Regions from separate parts of the Sus scrofa genome. Here region 1 is linked to region 2. Evidence: chromatin contacts called from public HiChIP or PLAC-seq data. All regions are on one chromosome and are shown on one strand. Each heading gives the region's core, a stretch centred on a gene start, on an enhancer-like site or on the middle of the called end of the contact. The rest is flanking DNA. Distances are from core to core; before and after follow the strand shown. Region 1 has its middle 310 kb from the start of CLIC5. Region 2 overlaps RUNX2 (runt-related transcription factor 2).

What was found. HiChIP or PLAC-seq counts read pairs in DNA pulled down with a chosen protein or histone mark.
Region 1: a contact with region 2 is called in an H3K27ac HiChIP or PLAC-seq map of alveolar macrophages. The contact joins two enhancer-like sites. A contact is called at or near these places in 2 of 47 Hi-C or Micro-C datasets (embryonic fibroblasts and skeletal muscle) and 1 of 2 datasets of contacts at active chromatin or transcription factors (alveolar macrophages).

Annotation. Positions count from the first base shown.
Region 1 is chr7:40,498,414-40,501,113 of Sscrofa11.1, reverse strand. No RefSeq gene overlaps it. Among named protein-coding and RNA genes, the nearest start is that of CLIC5, 310 kb to the left of the region's middle. Within about 2 kb of position 1,338, at least 7 of the 83 cell types and tissues checked have an H3K27ac peak or open chromatin away from gene starts, as enhancers often do. A contact at or near this core is called in alveolar macrophages, where this site is marked.
Region 2 is chr7:40,279,451-40,282,150 of Sscrofa11.1, reverse strand. The region is part of intron 5 of RUNX2 (runt-related transcription factor 2); the gene reads right to left. Among named protein-coding and RNA genes, the nearest start is that of SUPT3H, 120 kb to the right of the region's middle. Within about 2 kb of position 1,445, at least 12 of the 83 cell types and tissues checked have an H3K27ac peak or open chromatin away from gene starts, as enhancers often do. A contact at or near this core is called in alveolar macrophages, where this site is marked.

The DNA.
Region 1 (2,700 bases), core at 89-2,588, 220 kb before region 2:
CAGTTCAATACAACTTATTTAAAAAAACAAAACAAAACAAAAAACACCTTATAGAGTAACAGAATGAATAAACGGCCCAGACACGACACTTAACCCCTCTCCCTAAGTCAGCACTCCGAATGTGAATGCCGGGTGTGAGCCAGTCTACTCACCAACCCAGAGCCAGCTCAGCCCCACACTTAGGGAGGATTTCAGAGGCGCCAAGAAACCTACCCTGGGTGGCAGAGTTCCAATAACTTGTTCATTTTTTGACTGAAGGTAGCGGGAGTTTGGGGTTTTGTTTGCTTGTTTTTCCTTTTATTTATTTATTTATTTTTTTTGGAAAGTAATGGAAACCTTCCTTCAAGTGCCATCTTGCAGGGCACCCCATATAAAATCATAGCAGCAACTTCCTCAATCGCCTTTGCTATGTGCCAGATGTTTTAACTCATTGAGTCCAACAACAGCCCTTTAAAGACAGGTACCAGGTACTATTATGGTTACAATTTCCCAGATGAAAAAACCGAGCCACAATCAGTTAAGTGACCTGCCCAACGTCACGCAGCTGGAGTTCAAATCGAATGGTCAGGCTCCCGAGCCCACCCATTTCTGACCGTGCTTGGTGGCCCAGAGCAGAAGGGGTATATAAGCGGTGTGGCCCCGGTCAGAGCCCAGGAAGACAGCAGTATTTCCAGGCTCCAGGGGGTGATCTTCAGGCACATCCGTGGAAGGACTCCATGAAACACAATTCTGGAGCTCCCACTGTGGCGCAACAGGATCGGAGCATGTTGGGGCGCTGGGACACAGGTTCGATCCCTGGCCCAGCACAGAGCTGCAGCTACAGCTTAGGTCACAACGGTGGCTCAGATCTGATCCCTGGCCCGGGAACTCCGTGGCTGTGGGGTGGCCAAAAATAAATAAATAAATAAATAAATAATAACAAATTTAAAATCCCAATTCTAAAGCCTTTGCAGTGAGGTTTATCTACCAAGGGTCACTTTAAGATAACACCGCCTTCTTGGAAGGAGCGACATATCAGTGGATTCCTATAAGTGGTTTTCAAAAACCCATTCTAAGTCTAAGCAAGTGGTGATGGGGAGATCCCAGCCTCAGGGTAGGGATCTTAGCCAGGGCAGAGCTGAGTCCAGGGAGGGCTGGACCCCAGAGTCTGAACAGGGGGAGGAAAGGGAGACGGGAAACACAGTACTTCCAAGACCACCCTCCAGGACTGGCAGGTAAGCCGGAGATCAGGCTCAGAGTGAGTGCCTGTGAGACCCACTGGAAGGGCTCCGGGGCAGAAGGTCTTCCAGTGGCCGAGCACCAAACAGGGGGTAACTCGTGGCAGAGGCATAGCGTGACTAGGGCTATGGGAGGTGGGTGAGAAGGACAGTCTGATGTGAGCGTGTCAGGGCTCCCCGGAGGTGACACTCAGAGATTTCAGTTTCTATCTTGATCAAAATTTTGCAGTTTTCAAAAATGCAGAACCAATAGAACTGTGACTCATACTTCACAATTTGCCTGGCAAACTTACTGTATTATCATGATTCTGACAATGGTTTTCAGGGGTGATGGGACTTCAGGATGGAATATTTGGCATAAGAGGCATAAGGTCATGGGACAGGGGGGACGAACATGACCGCCACCTCAGGTCTTATGTCCAAGATCAGAAGCCATTGATGCACATGGGTTATGGGTTATGGATCTCAGTGGACCTGGGAGTACAAGTGTTAATGGAGCCACGTGCATATTTTTGGTCTGCTTTTTAATCAGCTCGGACCCACACTGTCATCCTCTCTAACATCACAAGATGAATTACCTGGGGCTCATCGTTTTAAGAGAAAAAGGGGGGGAGTTGAAATTTGAATGTCAAAAGAGTTGGCATGTGAGTAGAAACTTCCGAGATAATGTAATTTAAGAGCTGATGAACTTATTTTCAGACTAGAAATAGATACACAGACCTAGAAAACCAATCTATGGTCCCCAAAGGGAAAAGGGGGTGGAATTGGGGATTAAGAGATACACACTATTATATATAATAGAAGTAACAACAAGTGCCTACCAGATAGCACAGGAAACCACATTTAATATCTTGTAATAACCTATCATGGAAAAGAATATGAGAAAGGACATTCTATTTATATCTATGTATATGTATAACTGAATCACTTTGCTGTACACCTGAAACACTGGATATCAACTATACCTCAATAAAAAAATAAAAATTAAAACTAAAGAGCTGCTGGTACTTCGAATTAAATCTTGACACTTTAAAGGAGCAATGAAAGTACCACGTGAAGCTGAAAAAAACACAGTTCTGCCCTTTGGTTTCTGTGAAATCAAGTTGAAAAGTCTAGAGTTTCTTGTGGGAGCAGTGGACTTGGGAAACCAAATCTGGTCACTATGACATGGTACCTAGCATCGTGAAAGCAACAGAAGAGATAATCGATTATGTGTTAAACGAATGAATGAATGATAAATGCACATATGCACACACTCAAATATATAGTGTGTACAAGCTGAGATACAGAGCTCTCAGTCTTATTATACTTAGGGACCATTTTCCAATCTAAGATTTTGCCGGTATTTGTTCCTTTCAAAATGCAGTCATTAATCTTAGAAATGAGTTTATACTGAAAGAGAAACTACTTTCTATCTTGCATTTGTTCAACAACTTCACTTAGATCTCAGTGACATTGTCTACATTTCCAATCCCCAGAGCAC
Region 2 (2,700 bases), core at 196-2,695:
TAAATACCGTTCGCCACAGGAGAAATCACTGAAGGACTGCCTCTTCCAACCTGGAGGCTTCTAGAGGTTAAAGAATTCAAGATCTTTGAATAAATACACAAACGAAAGAATTGTGAGGGAGCCACTCGCATGGCTATAAAAGCGAGTTCCTTTAGGACTTTTAGATTTGAGGTTGTGGCCAATCACGACCAGCACAGAATGAAGTATCTGGAGGAAAGGACAGGGCGATGGAGCTATGCCAGCATCAGTCACCCATCACGGAATAACCTCTAAAAAAATCTGCTTCGAGAACAATCCCTTTTCTTGAAATAATGGAGTCCAAAACCTTGAAACATTTAAGGAAAAAGACATGCATGGGAGGCAAGGAGGGGAAAAAAAAAAAAAAGGGTAAAGAAAGACCAGATGAAAGCATAAATGGCAATCTACAAGCGGAGATGTGATATTTTTGCAGGCAGGGGAGAAAGAACCACCAGGGAACCTGGCTGACGAGCACAGCCCCTGGCCTCTGTCCTAAAACGTCTCTCATCTACGCTGCCTCTTTACCTCCAGATTCCCTGGTGCTGTCTAGTTTCCAATCCTGTTAATAACCTTCGACTTTGTCTGCCCGTTGTTTCCAAGGGCTGCTTTTGTCCATCTTTACGCCCATTCAAAGTAAAAATTACATAAATTCCAATTTTTCAGAGCTGGGAGAGAATGGGGATCTCGCCAGACCATGTTTTTATTTGAGAAAAGGAACTGATGCCCCAGAAAACCCCAGTGACTTGTCTGAAGTCACGAAAGTCGGCTGTGACACAGGAAGCCAGCGCCTGACCTGCCTCCGTCCCGTTTTTTTTACATACCAGGCTGTCCTACTAGGAAAGAAGGCAGGGTGGGGGTGGGGGGGCTGCTGAGGAAAAGAGACCCAGAAAGAACAAAAATAAGAAAAAAGCAGAGAAGCCGAATTCAGAGATTTTTATCACATGATGCCCATTCATTCTGACTCTGTTTTTCTCACGACACATCTTGTTCTACTAATTACAACCCAACATCCACAACCACCCTGGGCTGTGAGGATCTGTCTCTCTCCCTTTAGTTTCTGGGAAATGAACAAAAGATCTCTTTCTCTAGGTGGACACGTTACTCCCCAAATGTCATCAAACTTGAGTGTGTTAGTTCTGAAAACACTTCCTTTGCCATCTCTGACGATACGAGACTCACGCACACACCCCGCAGTTTTGTGCTACGAGCCTTTAGAGAGACCCCACTGAGCGAGGTAAATTTTTTTCTTAATGGTAACATCTTAAGCAATGGAAATGGTCGTGTCCGTAGTTGAACAAAAAAGCATCCGTGTTGATTTGCCAATAATCCAGCTCAACATGGATGGCATTATTCTTCAAAGAGCCTAGTGACAACGAGCCTCAGACTGTCACGCAACTCCTGGATCCTGGCTGTTTCCTGAGCATATGCGATCTTTTCTGTTTCTCTTTCCTTCTGATGACTTTGTGCATGTGCTGTGTCACTGGGTGTGTGTCTGAGGCAGAGAAAAAGAAGCACTCCATCGCAGCAATTAAAAAGTGCAAAGGCTCCTCTCTTGACATATGCTGCTAACAGCCGTGCAACATCATTTTCAATTTTCCCGTCGCCGTAACAGGAAGAAAACGCTCAAAAGGAATAACCTAGGAAAAAGTCAGCCAGCTCCTGCAGCCTCGTCTTGCTGTGCTGAATGGCAGTGAAGATCACAGAAGAAGAAAAAAGAAAAAGACAGGAACAAAAAGGGCGGGGGGGGGGCAGGCTGGGGGTTGGGGGGGGCACCACAGAGAATTTCTTGCTTAAACTGGACCTCGTCCAGCTGGCAAGAAGAGGTGGTTTTCTTAACGCTTGCGAAACCTGATTACTTTTTTAAAGGAATGAAGAAGAAGGAGATGTAAACACGGCCATTAAGACAGATTTAAGGTACTTAGTTTTAATCTGGTCTAAGGCCGCTCCAATTGTCGGCAGCTCTGCAATTCTCTGCTCCTTAGACATGAATAAGGGGGACGTCAGGGTCTTCTGAGCAGCCAGTGCTGTCAGCTGAGCTCTGTGGTTACCCTCTCAGGTCAGGCATGGAAGGAACAGCAGCTTAAGCAATAATGGATGGATGTCTGTTATGCGCTGTGTCTGTCAGAAGTCTGTTTTTACTACATTAAAGGACCATTGTGTTTATATCGACACAACAGGTCTTAAACAGATTGTTTAAACATGATTAAACAGGAGATGTCTTTGAACGAGTCCCCCCCTCCTAATAAAATGCAGATGGGTATGGAACTGAAAAAATGCCGAGAACAACGTAAAAAAATAAAACACAACCTCCTCTCTCTCTCCACGGCAAGGGTAACACGATATAAATGCCAAAATAAAACAGTTTACAAGTTAAACTCAAAAACAGTCTCTCACGGATCAGCAGCCTAGAATAGCGTTGATCGACCATCCAGCCACCCTTCCTTAAGGCTGCTGCACAATGTGCCGCCGTCTTAATAATCGCGTTGTTCAGCCATAGGTAATGAAGGGGGTCTATTGTGTTAATCCTGGCATTCTTATCTTCCGCGTCCTCTGAATCAACAACTGCAAAGCCTGCTGCCTCTTCATTCCAACACGACCAGCATTTGCTCACTTTCAGATCTGCTAAAGTGTTCTTACATTCCACTCTGTCACGAAAGGTGCCAAGTATTTTGAGTAGGATCA